Regions from separate parts of the Zea mays genome. Here region 1 is linked to region 2. Evidence: chromatin contacts called from public Hi-C data. All regions are on one chromosome and are shown on one strand. The core of a region is the stretch at or near the end of the contact, and the rest is flanking DNA. Distances in the headings are between cores, read along the strand shown. Region 1 has its middle 9.6 kb from the start of TRNAD-GUC. Region 2 has its middle 30 kb from the start of LOC103635305.

The links. Hi-C and Micro-C count contacts between places; a contact is called where the count stands out from the background.
Region 1: a contact with region 2 is called in a Hi-C map of bundle sheath, with 2.2 times the contacts expected there. The contact joins two enhancer-like sites. A contact is called at or near these places in 2 of 25 Hi-C or Micro-C datasets (bundle sheath and tassel).

The regions. Positions count from the first base shown.
Region 1 is chr8:67,654,389-67,661,108 of Zm-B73-REFERENCE-NAM-5.0, forward strand. No RefSeq gene overlaps it. Among protein-coding and RNA genes, the nearest start is that of TRNAD-GUC, 9.6 kb to the right of the region's middle. Within about 2 kb of position 4,608, at least 20 of the 20 cell types and tissues checked have an H3K27ac peak or open chromatin away from gene starts, as enhancers often do. A contact at or near this core is called in bundle sheath and tassel, where this site is marked.
Region 2 is chr8:67,511,788-67,519,319 of Zm-B73-REFERENCE-NAM-5.0, forward strand. No RefSeq gene overlaps it. Among protein-coding and RNA genes, the nearest start is that of LOC103635305, 30 kb to the right of the region's middle. Within about 2 kb of position 3,669, at least 19 of the 20 cell types and tissues checked have an H3K27ac peak or open chromatin away from gene starts, as enhancers often do. A contact at or near this core is called in bundle sheath and tassel, where this site is marked.

The DNA.
Region 1 (6,720 bases), core at 3,358-5,857, 140 kb after region 2:
CGGTGGTTCTCAGCCCCCTACGAAAGCAAGGAGACGTCAGCAGGATCTCGGCCGCATCGCCAGCTGTGCTTCTACAGGGCTCAGGCACTTCTCCGACGGCCACGTTATCGCGTACACAGGGCTCAAGCACCTCTCCGACAGCCACGTTGGCATGTACACATGGCTCAGGCACTTCACTGCCAGACACATTAGCGCATAGCTACACCCCCCATTGTACATCTGGACCCTCTCCTTGCATCTATAAAAGGAAGGTCCAGGGCCTTCCTGCGGGAGGGGGTCGCGCGGAGGGACGAGCAAACGAACAGGCTCTCTCTCTCTCTCTCGCGACGCTTGTAACCCCTACTACGAGCACCCCTGGTGCGAGATAATACAAGCCGCATTCCCCCCCTTGTGTTCCATCTTGCGCCAACCCATCTGGGCAGGGACACGCAGCGATAAATTCACTGATCGGCTCGGTTGAGGGTCCCCCGGGTCCGAAACGCCCACAATGTTTGAACATGAAACAAACGTACTACACTCACCCTAATAAATTTCATTCGTCTGTCATTCCCCCACATGGTCATAGCTTGTAGCACGAGGTAGCTGGTATTAAGCCTATACAATAATGTTTGACATGTAGCTCACACCATGCGATAGAACCAGTCGCCATCAACCACACATACCACAAGGCTCTGGAAGACCGGAACATATTTCGCCCAAAAAGATCGCTCACTCAATGGGAGCAGAAAACGCATAAACATAACACGATGCAAAAAAACCACTGGTCACAACGTGGCAGCACACTTGGCCGGATCCATGCCAAACCTGCAGGCAGCATAATGCATCCACCGCGTCGTTGCAGGTCACCGCAGTCGGTCTAGGAGCCGCCTTCGGCTCTCTTCCTGAACACGATCCTGTCCAGCAGGCTCGTGCCGCGCTTCTTCCTCCCTCTTCGTCGGGTCAGCGTAACCACCGCCGTCCGACCGCGGCTCGGCAGCGAACACAGGACAAACGACGACAATCTGCATCGAGTCCTTGCCGCCGACGTCGGCGCCGTTCTCCTCCTACCGTGTTGCGCTCCTCCTCGTCGGCGTAGCAGTAGCACGGATCTCACCTTCATCTTTCTTGGATAGCACCTGTGGCGTGGGCGTGGTGGGAGTGGGACTGGGAGACGTGGAGGCCTCGACCAGGATGCTCGCGAGCGACTGCGGCTTGTAGTCGGACTTTGCCGAGCTCGTCTTGGGAATGCAAATGGAGTGTTGGGTCCATGCTTCGTCGCCGAAGGTCTTATAGAGAGAAGCGATCCTCGGATGAAGCTGTTTGTATAAGATAGCCGAAGGTTCCTCTTCGTAAAGCTTCGGCATTGCCAACCGACTTAAAGATAGAATGACCTTTTAGTCCATAAATGTCTGAGTCAATGTTGTAAGTTTTTATAAGGGGCATACTTGTAATTCCTCACAGGCTGCGTCCTGTGCCTATAAATAGTGAACAGTATTCCGTTACTGTTCACGCATTCTGATTTTTGCAATCGCATCTCTCGGAATACAACCTTTGTCAAGGCATAGGTATTATTGTATTTAATGATTCAATGTATTAAGTGAATATGATATAATGTATCTGTGAAACATTTATCCATTTTATACCTTTTATTTTGTATTATCTTACAATGTTTATTGAAAGTTTATTACGAAAGTTCAACTTCGTAATAAGACTTTTATCAACCTTCGTCCTAGACCCATTATCCTCAAAGGAATAATGCTTCACGGACGAAGGACAGTATCATTTAACATTTTATGTTGCCTTGTTCTTAATTCATAGCATTTGAGAACAAGTCCCCAACATTGGCGCCCACCGAACAATAGACACTTGGCGAAGGATCGTGATCGTCTCCTGGCACTTGGCGGGCTTGTCAGCCGTTGCGAGGATCTCTGAGCTCTGCAGTGAATGATGTTGATATTGTGAGTTCAGTTCCTGATGGTGTACTGATAACTATAGACAGACACAGTAACTTAACTTACTGTTGCTAAATGACTTTCCTCTTGCGCTGCCCGACGTTCCACATTTGCCTCAGAAGCAGGGCTATATGATCAAGAACATACATAAAAAAATTGTTGACAACATTTTTTTAAAAGTGACGAATACACGTAGCAGCATATAAATCTACCTTTGCATCTCACAGTATGTCGCCGATTTTCTCCTTGAAAGGATACTACTACCATCCTGCTGTTGTAGGGCATGTATGAGTTCTATATCAAGCTTCTGCAGATGATTGGTCGCCGTAGTCTAGCTTTCAATTGACTGAATTGGTTCTTCATCTACATCTGTCTGAAAAGCTGAAGTCGCTGCTTGTTTAGCGCTTTCAGTATCATGCGTACCGTCGATGGTAACTGCACCTGATGGCTTAGCTCCATCAAAATCCTCTGTATCACGGCTCATAGTGTCGGTCTGATCTTGATTCGAGAAGCATTGGCTCACTACGTACTTTAGGATGAGGCAGACCTCGTCTACAAACTTTCCAAGGTCACATTTCCCTTCTAGTAGCTCATGACGGACCTGAACCAGTCGCTCGAAGCGGCGAGACAGCTCAGACTTGTCGTGCGACAGCGCTCTTGATCTTGCGACATCGTCTTCTCGTGAGAAATTTAGAATTTTGCCATTATGGCAAATGGGTTTCGCCGCTTTGCCACCATTTTAAGGGGCTTCTCTTATATGTCATTATCAAAAAAGACGCATATGTTAAAATGCTTTTTCGCAATTTAATAACGAAAAATCGATTAGAGAAGAATAGCCTTCTCCGCTTCTCTTTTTCTCACTGGTGAGACCATCAGCCAACCACCACCGACGTTGTCCAAAGCAAACTCAGCACGCTGCTGCTATTCGTCAGTGCTCTGGTTAAAGTTAAGCGCATAGCTCTGGTAGTCGTAGTTGAAGGTCCCCAGCTGTTGCTTCCACCGCCGCGTGACGCCACTCCCATGTTGAGCGTTGCACCGTCATCGTCCGGGACGTTGCCACCCTGCACAATTTTCACCTCGCTCATGTCTTTTGTCGTCTGGTCTTCATTGTAATCGCCATTTGGAACTCCCTCTTCTCTGGCGTCGCTGCTCGTGGCGTGCTGCTGCTACGACCAAGGCCACTGTGGCAAGCCCGCTGCAGTCAAGAAGAGAAGATATGTAGCCGCGTCGGTCCCGAGGACGGAGGTAGAGGTGGTGTGCTGTTCGGCTGGAGGTAGACGAAGGAAGATTATATCCAATCAATTTTTCGTTTTATTGAATTGCGAAAAAGGCATTTAAGCATATGGGTCTTGCTTGATAATGGCATATAGGCTAAGCCCTTTAAAATGATGGCAAAGTGATGAAACCCATTTGCAATAATGGCAAGGTTCCAAATTTCTCTCTTCTCCTGCATATGCCGCCTGTGCGTGTGTGTCGATGGTAACTGTTTGTGTGGGAAATTACTAAAAAAAGTTGTTTGTGCGGGAAAGAAGAAAAAAAAGAACTAACGTTAAAGGCGGACCGTGTGTCTTGTGTTGTGGCGCAGGGCACCAGCAGCAGTGGGCGCTCCCCTTCGTCGGCGCCGGGCAGGTCAGGCCGCCGTCGCAGCAGGCGCCACCGGATAGGAAGGGCCACAGCGGAGGCGGGGTCATGGATTCAGGCTCCAGATCCAGTGGCGGAGCCAGGTTCGACGACGAAGACAGCCTCACCACGCGTCGCGAGGTCTCCTCCTCGCTCCAAGATACCTCAATTCCACTCAATCTATGCGAAATTCATTCTCCTCTCTTGCTCTTGACTCCAGCGAACGATGTGAAAACTCGATCTTTATCTCGACTTTTGACAATTTCCACCTGGATCATGGAAGTGCCACGAGAGATGGTTCAGATGTACCGAGTGGCCAGTCTGCGAGCAGCGATTTGAGCCCCGGCCTTCCCCGTTCGCTTCATGCTTCCATGTACAGCGCAAGAGCAGGGGAGAGCGCGGATCGAGGCCGCAATCCTGTCTGCGAGCAGTGATTCCCGTCTGCGAGCAGCGATTTGAGCGCCGGCTTGCCTTCCATGTAGAGGGCGGGAGCAGGTGGAGCGTGGAGCGGATCGAGCGACGTTGGCGAGGAGAGAGCAAGCAGATCCCGTCCACGAGCAGCGATTTGGGCGCCGGCTTGCCTTCCATGTAGAGGGCGGGCGAGCAGCGATTTGGGCCTCGGCTTGCCTTCCATGTAGAGGGCGTGAGCAGGGAGAGCGCGGAGCGATCGAGCGGCGATGGCGAGGAGAGAGCAATGGCGCCGATGGGATCTACGGTGAGAGCAGGGAGAGCGCGGGCAGCCAGCGGGGCATGCTTTACCAAAGATTTGGGTAGACGCCCTCGCGTCTACTCTTATAGAGTAGCAGAGATTATACGGTAGAGTGAATAAATAATGCTTGACTCTTCCGCTCCGTTGGTTTCCCGGCTACTCGTGCGCTCCGTGTACTCCGGTGCGCGCTCGGCACGGGCGGCAGAGAGACGTGTGGGCGAGGGGACACGGCGGCCACTCACATAGTCACATCACCAACAGTGGCCGAAACGGCGGGATCAGAACAGATCGCGGGCGGCACGGGCGCCCACACCGCCCACCAAAGCCGGCCCGGCCCCCGTCCCGCCCACCGCGAGCGAGCCCCCAGTGCCCTCCACGCGCGTGCGCCGTCGCGCTCGGGGTCGAAGGCAGGGCCCCCGCCCGCACGCGCCGCTCGCCGTGTCGCGCGCCGGGCCGCGGACGTGGACCGCGGTTGAGTGCCCAATGATTGGCCTTATTTTACTCCCCGGCTGGCCGTTGCCCCCACGTTCTCGCGCCCCCATCGGCCAGCCATCCCCATCCCATGCTCCCTCCCCATCCGTTCCGGCCCTCGCGCCTTTTTTCTTTCCTCGTCCGCCGCCGCCGGTGCGTTCGCCGATTCGATTCCAGCGCCGCGCGCGCGGCCCCCGCCTTTTCTTTATCCCGGGAAGGAGAAAAAGCACACACCAGCACGTCACGTTGTTGCCTGCCACGCGCGGACGGACCGAGATTTTCCGAGAGACGGACGAGACGAGAATGGATCGAGCCGCAAACAACGCATGCATGCAGCCAAAAGCGCGTTACGTTACGTTACGTGCTCCTGACGTATGTCGAGGCGTGGAACGACAGGAGCATGCAAAAGCACTGCATGTTCGCATCGCACGCGGCTGACTGCTCGTTCGTCGCGGCGCGTGCCTACGTCGTACGTGGGTGGTGGTGGTCGACGTCGGCGGCCCCCACCGCCGATCGGAGCTAAGAACAGCTGACAGCCACGCCGCCGCGTCATGGAAAGGCGACGGCCGAGGACGGACGTTGCTTGCGCTGGCCGCGGGCGTGGCAGACATGTATGATGGACACCTTTCAGTACACAGATTTTGCCGATCATGAGTTCAGCAACACAAAAGCCTCTCGATCGATAATCTATATACCTTATCTGCTAGGTTGTTTTCCACGCTCAAAGATCTCCAACTCTCGAAGCAACAACAGGTCCACAGCCTCTTCGCGTGCACATATACATTCCCGGCCGGCACCAAACGGAGAGAAGAAGAAGAATGAGAAAAAAAAAAGGAAGCCTCCCCTTTTGTTTTTCTGATGGTCGGTCGCTAGCTGAAAAACCACGCTCTTTTCCCACCGTACCTCCCCGTCCGTCATGCGAGAGCATGCTAAGAGCAACTCCAATAGTTATGTAAATTTTAGGTCTCTAAATCATAGATTTAAGAAGTTGCTAAATGATTTTGAAGTAAAAAAATGTGAGTTCTCCAATAGTTTTTTAAATATAAGTTGTAATTTTGTTTTGTATTTATCCACATAAAAAATAAGTCACAAAAACTATATAATGCAGTCAACATTTTTGTTTAGAGAGTTGTTAAATGGTTGCCAAATGTAGAGAGAAAATGAGGTTAGATGACAAATTGTTAAATTTAGAAAGTTCGTTTAGAGAACTGTTGGGGAATAGTTTTTATGTTAACTACCTAAATTATTGATTTAAGAAGTCTTTTAGAGAACTACTGGAGTTGCTCTAATGCATGCATGCAGCATGCATCCTAAAGTCGATCACCTACCCGGCCGGAATACAAGAGGACGCACACAAACACGTCCGCAGCCTCAGTGGCCAGCAGGCAGCAGCAGCCCAGACGCACTAACAGCAGGCAGCAGCCTTCAGAGTCCGAGAAGAGTGTGCAGTGTGAGAGAGAATCTATCAAACTTGACCACCAGCGGAAATAAAGCCCTTTGTCCAGTCAGTGATAGGGACTGCTCTTTTCAGTCCTGCGCGCGGCCGGGCTTATGTAATATAATATGGTCCATGCATATATGCGATGCAACATAATCTATATGGATGCAAGCATACCCAGGAGTGGATATCTCAGGCTCGAAACGACGCTAGCCACGCATGTTTATCCATGCATTGCTGGAGGGTGTGTCTGATCGAGACGCACCAATAATCCATGCAATGGTATCTTCAACACGATCCATGCTTCGCTGCTAAAGCATTATGCATGCATGCATGCCCGATTGTCCACGCACGCTGAACACCCTGCCCACTGCCCTAGTCTCAGCCACGGCCTCGCACACAGGGCACACTGGGCACAGGCCTTGAGTTCCTTCCTTCGTCCTCTTCTTTCCGAAGCAAGTAGCGGTGACTGCGAGCTGTGTCTGTGTGGGATCATGGCTTTAAATTTGTCCGCCGCGCAGGAGGAGAGACGAGCCCATTGTTTCGCGCCT
Region 2 (7,532 bases), core at 2,419-4,918:
TCCAATTGATTGCAGCACAAAAACAACAAAAGTTAAACATGAATTCACCTTGGGTTCTTCCCTTCCTCCTTCCTTCTTCCTCCCTCCAAACTCCAATTGAGATCGCAGCCACACGACGGAGAACACGCGGGAGGGCTGCACCTTGGAGGAGGGGAAGAGAAATGGGGTGGGCAGCTAGGGTTTTGGGTGGTGAGGGCTACAAAGGTTTGAGGAGAAAGATGGAAGAGGGGGGGAGGGGTGACGTCCAAGAGGAAGGGGAGGGGGGCGGCTGCAAAAATCCCAAGGGGAAAGGGGGGTAGCTAGGGTTAGGGGAGACTAATGGGCCGGATCAAGGTTCAAGGCCCAACTCGCTCATGTGACAGCTCCCGACCCCGTCGCAAACAACTAACCAAAGAAATTCTACTGTCTTACAGGTGAATATTTTCCACAAATTCCAAATTCCCAAAGCGCATCACCCGAATGAGGAAAAAGATCAAAAAGAATAACCTCCACTTCTCCTCTTTGCAAACCGGGTATCACACCGGACTGTCCGGTGCAATCTGACATCGCAGGCTGCCTTCTGACTTTCTGAACCCGTAGCAGTCGAGGCAGTCGATCGTTGGCAAAGATGACCGTTGCTCGTGGGCTCATAGGATAGTCCGGTGATTTTTAGCGGAGAAGCGCCGTGTTTTCCCAAGAGCGGCCAGTTCGCTGGGCTCGCGAGCCTGGGCACTGGACACTGTCTAGTGCACACCGGACAGTCCGGCGCGCCACAGGCTAGTACAGTTCTGTTTTGCTCCATACTTAGAGAATTCCCCCAAGGGCCATTTTCCTTATTTGTGATTATGAACTTTATGCACCTGAGAAATATATCAACTAGGCAAACTAGTTAGTCCATAAGGCTTGTGATGGTCGTCAAACACCAAAATCGATTATAGGAAATGTTTGAGGCCATTTCCCTTTCAATCTCCCCCTTTTTGGTGATTGATGCCAACACAAACCAAAGCAAATACAAAGTATAGGAATGTAGCTAGTTTGCATTTTGTCAGATGTGCATAAGTTACTTTGAAATGAAAGCATTTCTAAGCATACATGATTGTTTTGATATATTTAACATTTTGGACCACATTTGCACCACTTAGCTTGTTTTTGCAAATCGTTTGGAAAAGTTTTTTAAAAAATTCTTTTGCAATTAGCCAATGGTATAAGATTTTAAAAGCATTGTTAAGTTTTGAAAGATTCTCCCCTGTTTTAAATACTTTTCCTTTGGCTAAATAAAAGCTCCCCTTGAAAAAGTTCTCCCCTTAGCTGTCAAGAGGGTTTTTGCAAATGATCCAAATTTAGAAAGAGTTTTTAGAAAATAGGGTGGTGGTGCGATCCTTTTGCTTTGGCCTATTAGTTTCTCCCCCTTTGGCATTAAGTGCCAAAAACAGAGAAAACGTGAGGCCTGTAACAAGAAAGATATGAAAGTGACTACATGAGTAGGGCAAAGGATATATAATACCGACAGAGTCGTATTGGAAGTCTTGCCTTTGCCTAATACTCCATTTTCATTTCAATCTAAGACTAAGTCTAGAAATACTCTTGAAAACACATTAGTCTTAGCTTTGGCACAAGAAGAATAAGAAATATGTGTTTGTACCAAATTAAAGATATATGATCAAAGGTATAATATGAGCAATGTGTGCAAGATTTCAATCAAAGTTCCGAGAATCTAGGATATTGAGTTCATTCCTAATCTTGCTAAAAGTCTTTTCATCTAGGGGCTTGGTGAATATATTGGCTAATTGGTTGTGGGTGCTAACATAAGCAATTTCAATATCCCCTTTTGTTGGTGATCTCTCAAAAAGTGATACCAGATGTCTATGTGCTTAGTGCGACTATGTTCAACAGGATTATCCGCCATGCGGATTGCACTCTCATTGTCACATAGGATATAGATTTTGCTCAACTTGTAGCTATAGTCCCTAAGAGTTTGCCTCATCCAGAGTAATTGTGCACAACAATGTCCTGCAACAATATACTCGACTTCGACGATGGATAGATATACTGAATTTTGTTTCTTTGAAGCCCAAGACAACAGAGATCTCCCTAGAAACTGATAAGTCCCTATTGTGTTCTTCGTATCAATTTTACATTCGACATAATCGACATCAGAATACCCGATTAGATCAAAGATAGATCCCGATTAGATCAGAATACCTGATTAAACCAAATATCTCATGATTATTTTCATGGCCCTAAGGTGGATTTCCTTAGGATTGGCCTAGAACCTTGCACACATGCATACTGAAAGCATAATATCCGATCGTGAATGTAAAGCCCAAAATTAGTAGAAAAGTATTAATAATAATAATAATAATAATAATAAATAAATAAAAATATATTTATTATAGTGATTTGGGAATTCTTGAAACCTTGGATAAATTATTAAGACCCTTCATTTTCATAATCAATCGATTGTATTAAATTAGTTAAGTAACCAACAAACAAATAAAGAAAGGTACATCTCTTGTTGATGATGTGGTTATGATGCATTTTATTGAAAACCTGAATTTGACCTCAATTTATAATGGAAATATAAAATAGAAAATGAGAAAAGAAATTGTAATAGTAATTTGTTACTTCTAAAATGAGAAAATGGAGGGAAGATAAATAATAATATTAAAAATAGTAGAATCTATATTCACATTAGCATTTTGATTGAGAATGGAATATGAAATTTAAAACAAAACGTGGAAACAGATTTAAGTTTGAAATTTGAATTTGAGCATAAGTTGGAAATGAGAAATAAAAAATAGAAAAGAAAAACAGAGCTAAATAGACTAGAACCCTCAATTTCGGCCGATCCCCACGTCCCATCCCGCGCGGCCCACGAAGCCAACCCCCTTGTCCTTTCTTCCACGCGCCGTCCCTCTGAAGTGTGGACCCTGCGCGTCGGCCTTCCCCTTGGTCACTTGCGCGTGGTGCCGGATTGGGAGGATCATCTCCCTCCCGAGATCCTTGCCGGGTTGTTGCAACGGCACGCAGAAATTGGCTGGGAATCCCGATGCTTCCTCATGGCAATTTATGCGGAGCTTCTTGCCTCTACTGCCCCGGACGACCGCTGCGAAACCAGGCGTCCACGAACGGGAAACCAAGCACCGCCACCGGGGAAAGGGGAACTCGCGCCACCGCGGTCGGTTCTCACCTTGACCGCCGTTCCAACCCCGAAGACCAGCTCGGAGAAAGCGCAGACCTCGGGGGAAAAGCACAGAGGCGCCTAAGGGCTCTGGGGTCACCTGGTGTCACCTCAATTGCTCACCGGGGTTTGGATTCCGCCGCAGGACCGCCTCATCGCGTGGTCATTCCCTCCCGGTGCCCGATCTGAGGTAAGAAACCATACAAGCCGTTCGCCTTGTCCTGCTCCGCGTGTTCCTCAATTCGGTTGCGAGTTTGGGGCACTGGACGCGCCAGCACGGTACTCCGGTGATGGCGCTGCCGCGGGGAAAGCTCTGCGCTGTCGTCTGCGTGTAGTCGGGTGGAGACGATGGTCTTCGGACCGTTTATCTCGCAGGAACGGTCAGGATTAGATTAACTGGGTACCGGTTCGTCTGATGATCGGTGTCCGTTGGATCGACCGTGGGTGGCACAGATTGGATCTGGGGATACCCCCTTCAACGATTGATCCTGGGTCGTTGATCGAAACATCCATGGCCCGGGTTAGATTAGTGGCGTGAGAGCATCTAAACCGTGGATTCATAATCTGGGGGCTGTTATCGCATACCCGTTCGGATTTATGGCGTTATGATCGTGGCCGTTGGTTCAGATCTGACGATCCATATCCACTGATACCCCTTCGACCCGTACAAATTGCTAAAGAGCCCCTCGGCTTGTTCCGAATAAACCCACCGTCCTCCGCCTATGTAAATTAATTGCGATTGAGCCCTGGGTATTTATAAACTAGCCCCTGTACTCTTTAGAATTTGCAACAGTAGTCTGTAGCCTTATTTTTAGTAAATAGAATTTAGGAAAATGATTTATAATATAGAAACAAATCAAATAATCTTAGAAAAATTTATAACTTGCACGTTTTAACTTCTTTTTGTCCCATTCCAGTTGCATTAAATTCATAATAATGTTGTTTATCATCTAGTAACCTTGGTTTGTTATTAAACATAGATTTAAACTATGCACTTAGTTTATTCGATATTAAGCACCTAAATCTTTAGAAAATCATAACTTTATAATCGTAGCTCCAAATTTATCGGTTCTCGAATCTACGATCTCGTTACGACACGTAGAATATTATTATGCAGTTTGTGCTTATGTTTGGTGTGATGTTAATTTTGCCTATACCATGTTTGTTTGTATTGCTACGAATAACAGTGAGGATCCAAGAATCTGAAGATCATCCTGGTACCTAGAATCTCGAGTCTCAAGCAAGTTGTGCCCTTGATCACTCTTTTTACCTAATAATGTTCGTTGTTAATCACTGTGACATGCTCAGATTAATTTGATGGGACCTAATAGGTTTCCCTAGCATTATTTATCCCCTAATTTGCAACTAGATGAATTATTGGGTAGATTTGCTATTGCTCTACCTAGTTTTGGGAAACTAATGTTTTATTATGATCATGTTCCAATTATGTTGTTTAATTATTGTTCATGATAAGATTATATTGTTAATTGGAACATGGAGAACCACCCGAGAAAATAGTGCTACCACAAGGGTGGTATGGGACGCCCTTGGCTGACTAATTAGGAAAGCTAGTGGAGGACTATCTTACCTGAAAGGTGCAAGGGCAGTAGGGGAGTAGTCGGTATAGGGAGGTTCTCGAGCTGATTTTGTTGCGATGGCTTTTCAAACAGGGGATTCCTATGCTACGCTCCCTAGAAACTGTAGCGGGTTTCTGAATCTAGTGGAACTTTGTAAAGGCCTCGTAGTGGTACCTTGCCTCGCTTCCTTGGTAGAGGTGTATGGGGTCCGATCAACCTCGTGGCAAATGGGTAACACGACTTGTGGGTAAAGATGCACAACCTCTGCAGAGTGTAAAACTGGTATATCAGTCGTGCTCACGGTCATGAGCGGCTCGGACACTCACATGAAATTAAACTCAATTTGTCATTTGCATTGCATTGTGGGTGTTGTTATTAATTTTGATCTCTTATTTAATTGGGTGGGTATCTACTTATACCTAGTAACTGTTAATAAAAATTTGACCAACTTTAAAAGCAATGCTCAGCTTTAACCATCCTCTTTGGTAAGCCTTACACTTCACATGGGCTCCCACCTTTGGTGGGTTCATGCACATTATTCCCCACAACTTGTTGAGCGATGAACATATGTGAGCTCATCCTTGCTGTACTCACATCCCCCCAGGTCAAGAACAGTTACCACAGGATGAGGCGCATGAAGAATGATGTGATGAGTTCGTGAGAGGTCTAGGCCGTCGTCTTCTAGTCAACTTTGGGTTGCTGGATCGTTGTCTTCGTATGATATAATTATTTAACTATTTTGTACAGAACTCCTATTGTATAGTAAATATGTGACATTCGTTTCTGTACCATGAATCATCATATGTGTGAGACTAGATCCTAGCACACTTAGTGATTGTTTCACGCCCGGGTTTTGGTGCCCCTAAAATCCGGGTGTGACAGTGAAGCACATAAATAAAGTAAAGATTCTATCATCGACCGGTATACCTTTTGATCTACAGATTTACCTCCCGTGTTGAGGTCGAGATGCCCATTTGTTCCCAGGGGAGTCTCGATGGGTTTTACATTCTTCATTCCAAACTTCTTGAGAATATCTGGAATGTACTTCGTTTGGCAAATGAAGGTGCCCTCTTGGAGTTGCTTGATTTGGAATCCAAGGAAATACTTATACTTCCCCATCATAGACATCTCAAATTTCTATATCATAATCCTACTAAACTCTTCACAAGATGACTTGTTAGTAGACCCAAAAATAATATCATCAACATAAATTTGGCACATAAACAAGTCTTTATCAATTGTTTTAGTGAAGACAGTAGGGTCAGCTTTTTCGACTTTAGAACCATTAGTGATAAGAAAGTCTCTTATGCATTCATACATGCTCTTGGGGCTTGTTTTAGCCCATAAAGCGCCATTGAGAGCTTATAAACATGTGAAGGATACTCACTATCTTCAAATCCGGGAGGTTGCTCAACATACACCTCTTCCTTGATAGGTCCATTGAGGAAGGGACTTTTCACGTCCATTTGATATAACTTAAAGCTATGGTAAGTAGCATAGGCAAGTAATATTCGAATTGACTCAAGCCTAGCTATGGGTGCATAGGTTTCATCAAAATCCAAACCTTCGACTTGTGAATATCCTTTGGCAACAAGTCGGATTTGTTCCTAGTCACCACACCATGCTCATCTTGCTTGTTTCTGTATACCCACTTGGTACCTACAACATTTTGGTTAGGACGTGGAACTAAACGGCATACCTCATTTCTCGTGAAGTTGTTGAGCTCCTCTTGCATTGCCACCACCCAGTCTGAATCTCTTAGTGCACCCTCTATCCTGTATGGCTCAATAGAAGACACAAAAGAGTAATGTTCACAAAAATGAGTAACTCGAGATTGAGTGGTTACCCCCTTGTGGATGTCACCAAGAATGGAGTTAACGAGGTGATCTCGTTGAATTTCTTGGTGGACTCTTGGGTGTGGTGGTCTTTGAACCTCTTGTTCATCTTCCTTTTCTTGATCATCTTCATCTCCCCCTTGATCAATGTCTTCCTCTTGAGGTGGCTCATTGTCTTGATATTGATCCTCATCTTCCTGAGCCTGTTCCTCATCTTGAGTTGGTGGAGATGCTTGTATGGAAGATGATGGTTGATCTTGCGCTTGTGAAGGCTCTTCGAGTTCTTTTGGACACACATCTCTAATGGACATGTTCTTTAGCGTGACGCATGGAGCCTGTTCATCATCTAATTCATCAAGATCAACTTGCCCCACTTGGGAGCCATTAGTCTCATCAAACACAATGTCACAAGAAACTTCAACTAATCCAATGGACTTGTTGAAGACTCTATATGCCCTTGTGTTTGAATCATAACCATGTAAAAAGCCTTCTACTGCTTTATGAGCAAGTTTTGAATTTCTACCTCTCTTAATAATAATAAAACATTTGCTCCCAAAAACTCTAAAATAAGAAACATTAGGCTTTTTACCGGTGAGGAGTTCATATGATGTTTTCTTGAAGATTTGGTGAAGGTAGAGTCGGTTGATGGAGTAGCAAGCGGTGTTAATCGCCTCCGCCCAAAACTGATCTGGTGTCTTGTACTCATCAAGCATGGTCCTCGCCATATCCAATAGAGTTATATTCTTTCTCTCCACAACACCGTTTTGTTGAGGTGTGTAGGGAGAAGAGAACTCATGCTTGATGCCCTCCTCCTCAAGAAATCCTTCAATTTGAGAGTTCTTGAACTTCATTCCAATGTTGCTTCTAATCTTTTTGATTCTCAATCCAAACTCATTTTGAGACCGTCTCAAGAATTTCTTCAAGGTTTCTTGGGTTTGTCATTTTTCATGCAAAAAGACC